Linked DNA regions of Mus musculus: all the other regions are linked to region 4. Evidence: chromatin contacts called from public HiChIP or PLAC-seq and promoter capture Hi-C data. All regions are on one chromosome and are shown on one strand. Each heading gives the region's core, a stretch centred on a gene start, on an enhancer-like site or on the middle of the called end of the contact. The rest is flanking DNA. Distances are from core to core; before and after follow the strand shown. Region 1 has its middle 15 kb from the start of Gm36735. Region 2 holds the start of Plxna1 (plexin A1). Region 3 overlaps Plxna1 (plexin A1). Region 4 holds the start of Tpra1 (transmembrane protein, adipocyte asscociated 1). Region 5 holds the start of 4930512J16Rik (RIKEN cDNA 4930512J16 gene).

Evidence for each region. Promoter capture Hi-C pulls out the DNA fragments that hold promoters and counts their contacts. HiChIP or PLAC-seq counts read pairs in DNA pulled down with a chosen protein or histone mark.
Region 1: an H3K27ac HiChIP or PLAC-seq map of microglia shows a contact between it and region 4, with 7 times the contacts expected there. The contact joins the enhancer-like site here to the promoter of Tpra1 in region 4. A contact is called at or near these places in 1 of 39 promoter capture datasets (cranial neural crest), 1 of 15 datasets of contacts at CTCF or cohesin (the NIH/3T3 cell line) and 4 of 115 datasets of contacts at active chromatin or transcription factors (bone marrow-derived macrophages, large pre-B cells and microglia).
Region 2: a contact with region 4 is called in a FOXA1 HiChIP or PLAC-seq map of pancreatic cancer cells. The contact joins the promoter of Plxna1 here to the promoter of Tpra1 in region 4. A contact is called at or near these places in 8 of 39 promoter capture datasets (the 3T3-L1 cell line, 3T3-L1-derived adipocytes, cranial neural crest and 3 more), 1 of 15 datasets of contacts at CTCF or cohesin (large pre-B cells), 5 of 484 Hi-C or Micro-C datasets (bone marrow-derived macrophages, embryonic stem cells, muscle stem cells and 1 more), 24 of 115 datasets of contacts at active chromatin or transcription factors (the 230-238 cell line, astrocytes, bone marrow-derived macrophages and 16 more) and 4 of 9 other capture datasets (adipose tissue, embryonic stem cells, liver and 1 more).
Region 3: a contact with region 4 is called in an H3K4me3 HiChIP or PLAC-seq map of the 230-238 cell line, with 3 times the contacts expected there. The contact joins the enhancer-like site here to the promoter of Tpra1 in region 4. A contact is called at or near these places in 8 of 39 promoter capture datasets (the 3T3-L1 cell line, the C10 cell line, the SN4741 cell line and 3 more), 3 of 484 Hi-C or Micro-C datasets (bone marrow-derived macrophages, embryonic stem cells and nephron progenitors), 15 of 115 datasets of contacts at active chromatin or transcription factors (the 230-238 cell line, bone marrow-derived dendritic cells, embryonic forebrain and 9 more) and 2 of 9 other capture datasets (adipose tissue and liver).
Region 5: a contact with region 4 is called in a promoter capture Hi-C map of pre-B cells, with 3 times the contacts expected there. The contact joins the promoter of 4930512J16Rik here to the promoter of Tpra1 in region 4. A contact is called at or near these places in 10 of 39 promoter capture datasets (the C10 cell line, cranial neural crest, embryonic stem cells and 6 more), 3 of 484 Hi-C or Micro-C datasets (B cells and embryonic stem cells), 10 of 115 datasets of contacts at active chromatin or transcription factors (bone marrow-derived macrophages, embryonic stem cells, epiblast stem cells and 4 more) and 2 of 9 other capture datasets (liver and macrophages).

What each region holds. Positions count from the first base shown.
Region 1 is chr6:89,257,029-89,259,728 of GRCm38.p6, reverse strand. No RefSeq gene overlaps it. Among named protein-coding and RNA genes, the nearest start is that of Gm36735, 15 kb to the left of the region's middle. Within about 2 kb of position 1,423, at least 80 of the 459 cell types and tissues checked have an H3K27ac peak or open chromatin away from gene starts, as enhancers often do. A contact at or near this core is called in bone marrow-derived macrophages and microglia, where this site is marked.
Region 2 is chr6:89,361,309-89,364,008 of GRCm38.p6, reverse strand. Plxna1 (plexin A1) reads left to right here and starts at 1,396. Exons shown (of 32, transcript NM_008881.2): 1 at 1,396-1,602. Gm40415 reads right to left here and starts at 2,654. Exons shown (of 2, transcript XM_017321867.2): 1 at 2,611-2,654; 2 at 1,418-2,424. The coding sequence starts at 2,265. The coding sequence ends at 1,831.
Region 3 is chr6:89,326,497-89,329,196 of GRCm38.p6, reverse strand. The region is part of intron 23 of Plxna1 (plexin A1); the gene reads left to right. Among named protein-coding and RNA genes, the nearest start is that of Gm40415, 34 kb to the left of the region's middle. Within about 2 kb of position 1,331, at least 44 of the 459 cell types and tissues checked have an H3K27ac peak or open chromatin away from gene starts, as enhancers often do. A contact at or near this core is called in the 230-238 cell line, where this site is marked.
Region 4 is chr6:88,900,914-88,903,613 of GRCm38.p6, reverse strand. It overlaps Tpra1 (transmembrane protein, adipocyte asscociated 1), which reads right to left and starts at 1,363. Exons shown (of 12, transcript NM_011906.2): 1 at 1,084-1,363.
Region 5 is chr6:89,284,361-89,287,060 of GRCm38.p6, reverse strand. It overlaps 4930512J16Rik (RIKEN cDNA 4930512J16 gene), which reads left to right and starts at 1,336. Exons shown (of 4, transcript NR_131021.1): 1 at 1,336-2,415.

The sequences.
Region 1 (2,700 bases), core at 174-2,673, 360 kb before region 4:
CTGATGGCAGTGAAAAACCCATTAAGCGCCTGCTTCTCCCAGTCATTTGCTATCATAAGGCAGCCTGGCTGACACACGCTGGCTCTCCTGCACATAATTGGAGAAAGTTTTCCCGTCACCCCTTTCTCCGTGTGGCAGCGCTGGCCCTCTTGGGCCCCTCTCTGCCATCACGCCAGCTCTTCTCTCCTCCTTCAGAGTTTGACCTAATTTCCACTCTGTCATTTTCTCCTCCACGCTGTGTCAGTTTCCCTAGGAGCTCCCAGGAACCCCAGTCCCAGCTAGCCATCTGCTCCTCCTTTCTCCTCTCTAGAGGGGATTCTGGTATAGCTTAGCCATCCCTGGGGGACTCAGGAGCAGCCCTGCCATGTACTAACCCTGACAGAAGGCAGGTTGGATGGCGATGGAACTCAGACCTGTCCAGGTAGGGTAGCTCATCTTAGATAAGAGCAGGCCCTAATGCTGGATGCTGGACACCTAGACAGCTGCTTTTGCAGAAGTGGGCAGCTTGATTCCAGCATGCTGCATCCCTGGCTTTCTGGGTCCCTTTAGTAAGCTCTGAACCTCTTATAACAGCACCGCCGCTCTACCCCAGGCCTCTCTTCCAGGTTCCCATTGCCATGATATCCTGTGGCCAGCGTAGTACTCCAGCCATCCAGATGGACTCCACTCTGTGTGAGGATCTGAATGAGGCCAAGCTCTGGGGAGCACATGAGTAGTACCCCACCCAGAAGATGAGCAGTGTCTGTCTCAGAACCCCTGGCCTGGGATCCGGGCCGGGGCCTCAATACACACAGTCACACAAATGGAGAAACCAGGCCTTCCGTAGACTATCTGCTTCCCCTATGAGCTGGAGACAGAGCCACCGTAGGCTCAGTCTTATCCTTGGAGTCCCTGGTAGGTGGAACTCCAGGGTGCAGGTTTCTAGAGACTTGTGGTCTTTCATGGTGTTTAACTTTAGTCTCCCTGATTCTTAACCCTAACCCAACCTTGGGGGAGTTCCCAAGTTACCTTCGGTCATGGTGTTTTAGAGCAGTAATAGAAAGCAAACTTTAATTTACTTCAGTTTATAACTAGCAGTCGACCATGAATTGAAGGCAGAGCCAGTATCCAAGGCAGGAACCCAGGGGCAGGAGCTGAAGAGGCTGTGGAGGAACACTGCTTGCTGACTTACTCCTCAGGCTGACATCCAGGTACATTTCTTCGACCTCCCAGGACTACCTGCCCAGGGGTGCCACCACTCATAGTAAACTGGGCCCTTGTACATTAACCATTTAGAAAATGCCTCACAGACTTGCCCACAGGCTAATCTTACAGCAAGCATCTTCTCAGTTGTGGTTCCTCTTTCCAGATAACTCTAGCTGAGTCAAAATAACAAAACTAATCAGGTCACCAGGCCTTAAGTCATCTGCCACAGCCCTGCCCCGCCTGCCCCAGCTCCAGCCCAGCTCTTCTCGTTGTTGCAGACACTGCAGAACAACAGCTACAGCTACTGTAGAAAGACTACGGTGCCTTCCTGGGCTCCCAACACTAATCAGCCAAGGCTGACCTGGAAGCCCAGTCAGGTCTGGCTTTCTTGAGCACAGAAGTCTATGTCCACCTAGGTGAACAGCAGCAAGATGAGAGAGGAGCCTATCTCAAGCCAGCAGCCTGCCTGTGGCATTCCCAGCCTCCTCACCCTGACTCCAGTGTCTGCAGTTCTGCTATTCAAGCACCGCCGCCCCCCCCCCCCAGCCCAATATCCTGCTCCTAAACCAGCCTCCAGGGAATTCAGGGTCTGGACCCAGCCCCCCTGCTTGCCCCTGGCCAAAGGTTCTGTAGCCACACAAGGACTTCATGGAGCTGCATGTCCCTTCAGGGTTGACACATCCCTTGTGGCATGTGGTATCATCATTATACAGCATTCCAAAGCGCAGATGCTGTCAGGAGCACTGGAAGAGTTTTAATTAGTGGATAACGTTCAACACTCCAGAGACTTCATGTGAAGTCATAGATGGCCAACTTCTCTGGAACCACTGGGAACAGGAGCCACACTGGCAAGTGGCAAGCCTGTGCTGGGTGGAATTGGTACTTAGACAGGATGTCATTACGTGAGCCACAGTTTCCTGACTTCCTGCAGTAGGCTACACCCAGGCTGGCTTCTGCCTGCACACCATACCGGTGTAGCCCTGTTGAGTTTGCGTGGTAGCCACTGGGGATGGCTACACATCCTCCAGAGGACTGACCTGTAAAACTGTCCATCCACGTATTTCCTCTACTTCTCCCTGGGCTTAACTTTCATCACAGGCCTCTGCGGTCCTTCTTTTCCAGAAGGGGTTTATTACTTACTCACATTTGGAATAGGCCCGGCCTTATGACTTGGTTTAGCCAAGGGGCACTGGGAAACATGCATAAGAACTTGCTGTCTGCAGAGGCTGCCATGGAGTGAGCCAGCCAACCATTGTAGGAGGATGAGAAGCTGAGGCTCAGCTAGGGAGCCTGGGCGTGAGCAATGGCCCCATCTATTAATCAAGGTATGGGAGAGCCTGGTAGAGCTGGGTTAGGTCTGTACCCAGATGCCCAGAGCTTGGTTCTTTTGAGCCTTAAGCTTCTAGACGGTGTGTTACATGATAGAAACTTGCTGATTCATTATGTTTATGTCACAGGTCAGCTGATTCTGCTGGAAAAAGGAAGTTAGGGCTCCTTTTCACGCTGGCCTTTTCC
Region 2 (2,700 bases), core at 147-2,646, 460 kb before region 4:
GGAAAGCAGAGCCAACTATTGGAAGCAGACAGGTGTGCAACTAGGAAGCCCACAGTTTGAACTGCACCTCTGGGCCAGACTCCAGGCTCTGCCACCAACCAGCGAGGGAGCTTGGGCAGGTCACAGGGCCTGCGCAGTCTGTCTACCCGGTTTGTACAGCACAGCAGAGATTTGTACATTCAGTATGTAGTGCCTGTGGAGTCCGACGGTAAGTGTAACTGTGGAAGAAGGGTCTCACCGCCATTCAGAAGCAAAAAGAACCAGCACCAACTTTCAGCCTGGCAAAATCAAACCATTACCTTTCCCACTGTTGCTGACACTTCTCCATCACGTGGAGGGGTGGGGTTTCACTTGGGGGAAAACCAAGTTTGCATCGTCTGTTGAAGCTAAAGACCAAGGTCTAGAGCAGGGGGCTCCAGTCCAGTAGCAGAAGAGAGGGTTAACTATCCAGAATAGCCTGTGCCACACAGTGAGAGCAAAGACTGACCACAGGACCCTGCATTCCTATCAGAGAGGAAGGCGGGACACCATTTCTATAGCATCCTCAAACAAGCTACACAAAAGAATATGTCATTCAGGGAGACAAAATGTAAACGGTCACACCCAAAGAAAAACCAGGCAAGGATGAGCACAGGGAAAGAGGGTGATGACTGCTTGGGAGACGAGTACGGACAATGGTCCTTACCGAATGAGCTGCACTGGGTCCCCCAGGCTGTGCCCAGTCAGCCTTCGCCCCTCCCACGACCACCTTTTCTGACTGCTCTGTTCTGTTCTGCGCACAGCTGCCTGCTTTGGTCTGGATGCCTTGCACTGGGTGACCTTATTGAGAAAGGTTCTCTACCCGACCGAGACCTGGCGCAATCCAGCTCTGCAGGCCAGCCCCGCGCCCGCGATCGACCCGGCGAGGTCTCTATCCTGCTGGGGTAGTTCTAACACGCCCCGCTGCAGGACCGCGTACCGGACAGGACAGTCGTCCTCTGAGCTTAGGCATCCCGGCACGCGCCACCTCCTGGGGCCTGCGGGGTGCAGTGCCGGTCCCACCTAAGCGATCGTTGCGCAGGCAGAGATGAGCAATAGGACCAGGGCAAGTGCTTCCTCCGGACTCAGTTTACCCTTCCGTGCACGAAAGCTGTACTTCCAGCCTGTGCTCCTTAAAGAGTGCATCGACTCCTGGGACCACCCGGACCACCTCACCCACCCCCACCCCAGTCCAGAGTTTTAAGGCTGAGGTGGCCATCGCCCTTTGAAGGCAAGCGGTGGGGCCCGCCGCGCGCGCTCTCGCCGCGGGGCCGAGCGCCCCCTGCAGGCCATCGCGGGTCCCGCCCCGCCCCCGCCCCCGCCCCCGGCCCCGCCCCCCGGCTTCGGCCGGCGCATGCGCGCGGCACGGCGCTCCGCGGGGCGGCGAGAGCGAGGCCGGTCCGCAGCCGCGCGGAGCTCAGCGCCCCATTCATGCTGGGCAGCGGCGACGCAGCCACGCAGCGGAGCGGAGCCCGGGCGCGGCGGCCTCGGCCTGGGCGGCCTGCGCGGCGTGGGCGGCCCCGCAGAGGGGCGAGCGGCGGGGCGCAACGATGGCCAGCGGCGGGACGCGCCCGGGGTTGGCGGGTGAGTCGGGGCGCAACTTTCCCCGCGGGCGGCGGGAGGCTCGTCGCGGCCCGGGGTCCCGAGTGGCCGGGGGGCGCTGGCGGCGGCCAGGGGGGTGTGCGCGGGGACTGCGGCGCGCGTGTCCGCGGCTGGCGTGTCCTGCGGTTCCGGCCGGGCGCCCGCGTGTGTCCGGGCGCGGTCTCCGCTATGGGCTGCCGCGTCCCGGCGGGTCGCAGCACGTCCGGGGCCCTACGATCCGGGGGGGCGCAATGTCTGTGGCCGCAGTCGCGGTCCCTTCCTCCAGGCAGGAGAGAAAGTTTGCAGTGGCCCCGCGGGAAGGGCCCTGCGGGTGCCCATGTCGGCCCGTGTTGCGCCGGGTCGGACCGGGCCGCGGGTGGGGACGTGGGCCGCAGGCGAGCGCCGCGCTGGGCAGGCCCGGGCAGGGCCGCGGGATTCGGGGCAGGTCCCTGGCTGCGCCTCGGGCCGGCCTGAGGCAGTGGGGTGGAAGTTGCAAGGCTTCGTGGGGACCCCCGCCCCCTCCGGCTCCGGCGCGCGAGTGGGCGCCGCAGCCAGCCCAGGCCCGCAGGCCCTCCACCCGGCTGCAAGGGGCGGTGCGGTGCCACCGGAGAGGACGCCGGCTCGGGCCTCCTCGGCCTCCCCCTGCGCAGGGCCTCCACGGGTCATTCCTTCCCCGGAGGATTCCCCTCTTGCTTCCTGGACGGTCCCAGGCCTGGTGTACGGCGAGGACGGCGGCGGTGATGGGCTGACTCTGGCTGCTGTAGGGAAGGGCGAGTGTAGATTCCTGGGAGGCCCCCTCTGCCTGCAGAGATCCCAGGTGCTGCCCTGGAAGGATACAAGAGGGCTTCAGAGAGGCTACTAGGTGGCCGGAGCCCTCTCAGTCTCATCGGTGGGGTGCTGGGGCCACGCCCCTTGAAAGAAAGGGGTGTGTTGGGGGGGGATGGGAACGAACTGAGCCTCTGCCCCTCTGCCAGGCTCCTACCTCTGGCTCTGGCTCCTGGTGCTACCTACCTCTTCCAGCAGGTGCTGCGGGTCTTCAGTCCCATCAGGGTGGTGCTATCCTGTGCTTCTCCAGCCCTCCTAGAGCACCCCCAGTTTTCC
Region 3 (2,700 bases), core at 82-2,581, 430 kb before region 4:
TCGAGTTTAGATATAAGCTTGGATCTCTGCTTGGTACCTGGAGCTGGCTGCCAGCCTCAGAAGGAGGATACATCTAGATAGGCTTCTGAGGGAGGGCCTGACACTGGCCCTTGAGTGCTCCATGGTGGGGTGTGAGTCTATCCTGGGCTTCTGGCTCTCCAGAGCTCCCACAATCCCTGCAGGTGCCAGGGTGGGCTGGTTGATTGAACTGGTTGCCTGCACCTAAGAGACTGGTTAATTACACAGTTCCAAAGTCTGGCTTCCTCTGACCTCATGGCCAATGGGATGCATGTCACGAGTTACGGTAACAGTGGGTCTGCCTGGGAGTATAACTTGTGTGTGTCAGCCCTGACCAGTGCTCTGTGGATTCAGTGGCAAGGGTGGGGCTGGTGCTGAGTCTGCCAGCATTGGACTCTGTCCTCCCCAGTAGACTTCTGCTGAGCTCTGGATGAGCCAGAAGTGCCAGCACGTGGGTCTGCTCAGAACTAGATCCCTGGTGGGATGCCTTTACTTGCTGGGAGGAAAGCCAGTGATAGGACATGGCAGTGAGTAAGAGACGGGAGGTCTGAGGGACCAGAGATGAAGAAAAGTGACCTGGATGGCACAAGGACAGCTGAGGAGAGGGGACCTGTGTGTACAGCGGCCCCAATGATAGCTATGTGCACATCTCCTATGAAAGTGCCGCTCTGTGGACAGTTGTTTACATGGCCATTAAAGCAGGCTCGGAACCAGAAGCAGCAAGGCCGAGCAAAAGCGTCAGCGCTCCAGCAGCTGTGCCCATGCTGGGTCCTGACACGCGCTGACCCCGTTTGATCATCATTCTCCACAGCAAGAGGAGAGCGGGTGCAGTTCACCCCGTTGGTCTCAGATCCTGAGCCAGCTCTGCAATGTCTGCTGCTGCAGTGTGGGGAGGCAGGCCGCCACTGGAAGCTGGCAGAGCTGGCTCTGCACCTGTCAGTGTGGGGCAGGGGGAGCAGAGCCCATCAGACATCTGGGATGGCCTCACGGAGGGCATCTGTCTCAGAGCAGTCAGGGTGTAGGAATGCTGATGGGGGTGGGGAGCAAGGCGACTGGGGGAGCAGCAAGAAGGGAGGCAGCAAAGCTCAGCAAAGGGAGAAGTGAAGTGGGCCGACTACCCCAGGGTTACTCTCAGGTCCTCTCAGTCTCCTCGGCTCTGGTTTTTGTGTGGCCCTTTTAGCTGTACAGTGAAAACTGATACTCAGGAGTGAGCCAGATTGGCCTGGGCTTGTTCTTCCCCATCTGTGGCCATGGTGCCACACATAGGCCTCTTGATACATGTTTGCTTTGTGGGCTGAGAGAAGATACACTTCAGCGCCTCCCTTCCCTGAGCTGCAGCAGATTCTCCTGCTCATAGTTCTGCCTTCTCTGGAGTCTTAAGGCTCCATTCACATTCTACATAGCTTTCCAGAGTGCTTTCTTTCAGTCATAAGACGGGTTCCTTCACCCCTTCACGGTTCAATAGTTGGTCTCTTTTTACCATGCCACAGACTTTAAAAATGCTTTACTGGATTAAAACATACATAATACAAAATACACTACCTTTTAGATTTCTTTGAAATTACATTTTTTTCTTTATTATGTGGGTGTATGCCACAATGCACACGCAGAAGTGGGAGGACAACTTGCAGGGGTGGGTTCTCTCCTTTCACCATGTGGGTCCCAGGGATCGGAGTCAAGTTGGCAGGGTTGGCAGCAGGCTTCTTTACTTGCTGAGTTATCTCACCAGCCCTTATCTTATTGTTTGAGACAAGGCCTCCCTAGATAGCCCAGGCTGGCCTGGAGCTCATGACCTTCGTGCTTCAGCCTCTGGAGTGTACAGGTCACCAGAGTCAATACATCTGTAAAGTGCAGCCCTTGTCAACATCTTCTGCACCATTGGTCTTGTCTTCATGGTACACTCCTTGTCCCTCTCCTCTCCCTCCACCGTACCACCTTTCTCCTTTCTGCCTATGAATTTGACTGATGTGGGGGTGCCCTCTAAGCAGAATTATCCATGAAGGCCTTGCATTGCTGGCTGGTTTGACCAGGTGTGTGGCTGCAGAGCTGTGTCTTCTGACAGCCATGTGCGGCCTGCACCGCTACTGAGCTTTCCTTCGGGTCAGTTGCTGTGGTCAGCTACAGCACACAGTATGTAATGGACAACTAGAGATGCGGGTGTGTTAAGCCATGAGAACTCTCTGAGAAGCATGAGCGGTCCCTTCCTAGAATGAGAATCACCCTGCCTGGCCAGCATAGCCATCCCCCACACACAGCTCAGTTTGCCTGGGGAGAACAGAAGGGAAAGAAAGCAGAATGCATGGTGTTCTCATGAGTCTGCACTTGGGCAGGGTCTGAGCCCATCCCCTGCTCACAGATGCCTGGGACTAGAATGTATGAGGGAGGTAGTTGCTCTGCCTGTCTGTCACTACACTGTCAACAATGTGAGGTAAGGGGGCAGGGCCCCAGCTCTGGTGGTCACAGCCATCAATATTCAGTGTGGGTCACTGAACTGAATGGAAGCAAATGTCTACAGGTAGAGGAACAGGTTTTGTTCAGATTTTTTGTCTTGAGGTCTGGCTGTAGTGACGTGCTGGTCCGAAGTTCACCCCCTACCCCTCCTACCTCCAAGGCTGTGGTTGCCACGCCTACCCCCCCAGTGCTTTTCACAGGGGTCCTGGTACCCCACCCTGCTCCTCACTT
Region 4 (2,700 bases), core at 114-2,613:
TGGGATTGCCCAAACCTTCTGAGTTCTTTTATGGGATTCCTACCCAGTAGAAGGTAGCAGTGCAAGCAGCCCCCCAAAGTTCTCTCCCTTCCCTCCTAGGCTGCTAAGCCTCTAAATCTAGCTGCAGAGCAGCATAGGAAATCCCCAGAGGATAGAGGCTAAGTTCCATGCCTCTCTGAATCTGTCAGCCTCAGTGATAGAGGAGAGATTGTGTCCTAAGAGGCCACTGTGGACAACAGGAAGAAGGGATGGTCCAGGTGACCTGCCCTCTGCCTCCTGACAATCCTTCTTGCCCTTCTTTAGCCACCAACTTATATCTCCCCTACCTCAGGGGCCTTTGTGTTTGCTTACCCGCAGCTTGATCCCATCATTTGACTCATTACCTCCCCCTCTAAGTGGACTTTATCTAGCCCACCTGGCTGTTGTTCTTTCAATGATTGTTTTTAAAGATAGGGTCTCATTGGGCCCAGGCTAGCCTCCAACTCTGCAAAAAGCCAAGGCAGGTCTTGAACTTCTGATTTCCCCCCTGCCTCCACCTCCCGATTCCTCCACCACCACCCAGTTCTTTGGTGTGCTGTTTATAGAACTGGGACTCCATCGGCAGCAGGTGTATTTACATGCTTGTGTGTCTTGTCTGTCCTAGGTCTTGTGACCCAACCCTCTAGAACAGGTAAGATCTCAAAAAAATGCTATGACGCGCACACATTTCCAGCACAATGCAACCAGGCTGGACAAGGATTGGGGGTGTCTGGACCCCAGACCCCACCACCCCCTCCTCGCTACGGAGCTAAGTGGAGTTGCCCTTCCTTCCGCAAGGCCAGGAAGGCAGAGGCAGAGCATGGGCTGGTCTTTCCGGCTGCCGCTGAGCTCTGGCTGCACCCGGAGCGGCGGGTGTCCAGCTCCATCCAGGATCCGGTCCTGACCGCTAGGGTCCCCAGAAACTTCTCAAAGGTTGTCTTGCGGCTGTACCCCAAGTGGCACGGGGACAGAAGGAGACGGTAGGCCCGAACCCGAAGAAGGAGCAGGGGCAGGGCCTCCTCGCTAGCTTGGCGGAGCAGGAGATGAGGACTCGGCCGCGCTTACCTGAGAGCAGGGCTGCGCAGGCCGCGGGACTCCGACCCCTGCGAGGTAGCGAGAACCGGGGAGCGTCGCGCAAGAACCGCAGCTGAGATGCTACGTGGATCGGTCAGAGGTGGCCGGACGCCGCCAGCGCGCAGGACTCACGGGACCCGCGGACTTCCCCGGTCCTCCCCTGGCAGCGGCGACTCTCAGGCGCCTTGGCTAGTGTTTTTCGTCTAAGCAAAACTGTGAAAACAGTCACAACCCCTGTTTGTGGCACTCATCCCCGCCCCCTCGGCCTCCAGCAGCCTATCGTAACGGGATTCCACCCACAGGAGTGGAACAGACCAATAAAATTCCTCAGATGGGCGAGGCGGCCCGCGGAGCTCTTAAAGGGACTGCAGTCGAAGCAAAGCAAAGTGTGGGTGACGGAAACTTCAAAGGGGAGAATTTTTTTTCTGCACAGCTTACCCCTAAAGCGTTTCGGGAAGCGTACTGAGCACGCTGTGCCTTTGCCCCGCATCTTTCTGCGGACAGCTCCAGTCCTCCGACCGGGTCGCCCTATGTCTTTGAGGATGGCGCCTAAGGGACCGGCGCCCCATAAATACTGACCTCTGGTCACCTGGACTAGGAAGGAGGGAAGGAAGGGCATCCCTTCCTCGGACGCCCTGTGCTTGCCCACTTCAAAGGGATCTGGCGTTTACAGGGCTCCAGTCCTGGTCTCAGTCACCCTGAAGGCTGGGTGCTATTAGTGGCGTTTTGCAGAAGAAACCTGAAGGGGTTAAGGGAATAAGTCCAAAGCCATCCAGCTAGGAAGTGGCCAGACCAGATCTCTTGCTTAAGCAGGTGCCTTCCAGAGGGACAGTCTTTCCTGTCTGTCGCCTTCCCTCCCTGTGGGACACCCCCAGGGCAACTTGGAGGCCTCATCTCAGGTCATCTGCTTACCTGTGCACCTTTGGCCGGCCACAGGATCTGCCCTATAGGCCATGTATTTTCAAACTTGTGGCTGCCCTTGGGCTTCTCTGCATGCAACCTCGGGCCTGTCTTCTCACATTCTCTCTTCACAGAGAGCTTCCTGGGCTCTCCCTCAAGAGTAGGTATTGACTTGCCTACCCCTTCCTCAGGCATTGGGGGGGGGGGCAGTGTGTCTCAGCAACACCTTAGAGGTGCCTCAGTGCTGGTTAAAGATGTAGGCACCTGTTTATTATAGGATCCCAGGACTGCCCCGTCCTGGTCACACAGGGGCTGGAATGACTCTGGGCCTCTTTGTGATTGGTCCGAGACTTAGCATCCCTGAGACTTCCAGGTTAGTCCCATTTGTCCATTTTGGTCTTAGTCACAGAAGCTGGCTGTGCCTGCCTGCGCCTACAAGGTCTGTAACAGCCACCCTGAAAACCATCAAGAGCTCCCAACTTCCTGCCAAGAGAATACAGTGCCCTGTTTAGGAATAATAGCAAAATACATGTCCTAGGCCCTCCTTGACCTCCAGGTGTCAAAAAGGCCACAGGAATTGAACTCAGGGCTTCTAACCATGCTCATAACCACTAAGCCTTTTCTCCAGCACCTGTCCCCAAACCCCACTGTCAATCACAAGGGCCTAGGGACTAAGCAAACGGGGTGTGGTGGGATGATATGTTTGTA
Region 5 (2,700 bases), core at 87-2,586, 380 kb before region 4:
AGACAGCACACCAAAACCAGCTGTGTTAAAAATCCTGTCTTCCTGAGGCTAGAAACCCTCTGTCCTTAGCACCGCCCATTAAGCTCCACCCCTTACACTGTTGCCCTGGCAACTAAATCTCAAACTGAGAAGACAGAATGAGGTCATCTCAGAGTAAACTCAGTCTGGGGGCCTTGGGCAACACCACTGAGGGTGAGTGTCAGCTTGCCTCCCATCTGTCTGCTGATGGATAAAAGGCACTATGTCCTCCAGCCTGCTGAAAGGGTGTGTGTGTGTGTGTGTGTGTGTGTGTGTATTTATCTGCCTGTGTGTATGTGCATCATGTGCCCTTGGAGGCCAGAAGAGGGTATTGGTGTTGGATCCCCTGGCACTGGAGTTACAGTCAGCTGTAGGCTGCCATGTAAGTGCCAGGAACCAAACCAGGGTCTTCTACAAGAGCAGTCAGTGTTCTTAACTGCAGAACCATCTCTCTAGCCCCTAGACTGAGATTCTTGTCATCATGGAGGTTGCAGGATATGAGAGAAACATGCCATTGCTCTCCAACTATGAAGGCAAAGCTGAAGGAGAAAAGTTGCGCTGTGGAAGTCCCCAACATGAGGACCCTGCCCTCCTGCACAACTTGACCCAGCCCATGCGTTTGAGGAGGCCACTATGTCCCCAGGAGATGGAGCACTCAGGGCAGTGGGCGGGGAGGCCTCACCACCCTGGCCTCAGCCTTGGTTGGTATCTTTGATCCTGTCTCAGTTCTCTCTACACACACACACACACACACACACTCTCTCTCTCTCTCTCTCTCTCTCTCTCTCTCTCTCTCTCTCTCTCTCGCCCCTCATTATGTTCCACCTGGATTGGTGCTCACTTTGCAGTGGGAAAGGGGACGCTTCCCAGAGGGGGGTTGAAATGATGAGCAGGTAAAAGCCAGCCGCCAGGTCCCTCTTCCTCTTTTGATTTCAGCAGGAAGCCTGCCTCGCTTGCACGTGGCGGGGGCTGGGATCTCAGTGAAACCAGCACTTCTCAGACATCGGGAACAGCAGGGACCCGGCTCAAAGGAAGCAATCTGTGGATGCTGCCACCCAGGTGGGCCTGTGTGTAAGGGGGTGGGCCAGGGGTCACATTTCCAGGCCTCCCTCCTTTCTGAGAGGTTAGACTGGTGTGTGTATCGGGGAGCACTGTTGGGGACTAATGTCTAAATAGGAACAATGGCTCAACAGTGGTGGCCCAGACAAACTTGCAGATTGTATCCACTTGTGACCTCCAGTCACCTGTTCTGACCTTTGGAGTGAGCTGTGTGTAGGATACAGCCAGCCCTTGGGACCCAGCCCACATCACATGACCAAGAACTGAGTAGAATGTTCTGGTCAAAGCTAATCTGGACTGGACTGCTGGGATCTGGTCTGGCTTGATATAGTTTTATTTGGTTTGGGCTGGTCTAATTTGGTCTAGGTCTAGCCTATATTCATTTAAGCTGGCCTGGGCTTGTCTATTCTGGTCTAACTTCTGGGCTGGTCTAAGTTTTACTGGGCTAGTCTACTCTAGTATCGTCTGGTTTGGTCTAACCTGGCCCAGTTTGGTCTATTCTTGTATTGTCTAAGCTAGTCTAGTCTGGCCTACAGTAGTGTGATCTACCCTGATCTAATCTAGTCTAAACTATTCTGGTGTAGTTGGTTTGGTCTGGATTGGTTAAGTTAGTCTGGTCTGGCTTGTGCTGGTATGTTCTAGCCTGGTCTGGATTAGTCAAATCTAACCTGTTCTGTTCTGTTTAGTCTGTTTTGGCTTGGTTTATTCTTCTTTGGTCTGGTCTGTGCTGGTAGGGTCTAGCTGGGTCTGGTCTGATATGAGCTGGTCTTGGCTGGTTAATTCTGGTGAGTTCTAGCCTTGTCTGGATTGGTCTAAAGGGGGCTTATATGCTGTATTCTGGTGTTTTTCATCTAATCTGAGCTGTTCTGTTCTGGTATGATCCAGTTGGGGCTGGCACAAGCCGTTCATTGTTCACTAATTGTTTTCTCTAAGAGCAGCTCCTGAGCAAGGGACTGGATTTCAGAAGAACTAGATGTTCTACTAGCAAAAAGAGTTCCATTTGACAGGCCTGAAGAAGAGCTGCCATGAAGATATCAATGACAATGGAGATGCCACACCAGGAGAGGAACGAGAACGGCCTGCATGGGGACTGAATTCTTTCTTTCTCTGCACAGGACTAATTTTCCTTCCTTTGTTGTTACAGAAGGTGATTTTCTTACAGAGAAGCATCTGCTCTCACCCTTGTGGCACAGGTGGCCTTCTCCTGCCATCAAGTCCAGAGGAATGCATGCTGCCGGGGCTTAGCAGAACTTCCTCGTCCCTTCTATTCCTGTGGCAGTGGGCTCAGAGGACTCAGGCTGGGGAGTGAGAAACTCCCAGAATGAAGCCTCCTCACAGGTGAGAGAGCTAGAGAGGCCATATCTGCTTCTGCCTGGTAGGGAGGCTGCTGAAAACACTCGGGGCTCTCAGGAAAATCTCCATAGTACTCCTAGTATTTTAATATCCAACCAAGCTAGGTCTGGAAGTGCCCCCCCCCCCCAAATACATACTAAAGCTTAACTATAGGTTGATTTTTGTGCAGCTAACTTAATAAAATACCATACCTCCAGTAGTCATTCAATTAATTCTATCAAAGATAATTTAATCACTCTATGTTTTAGTTGTAAAATTTTATTTACTTTT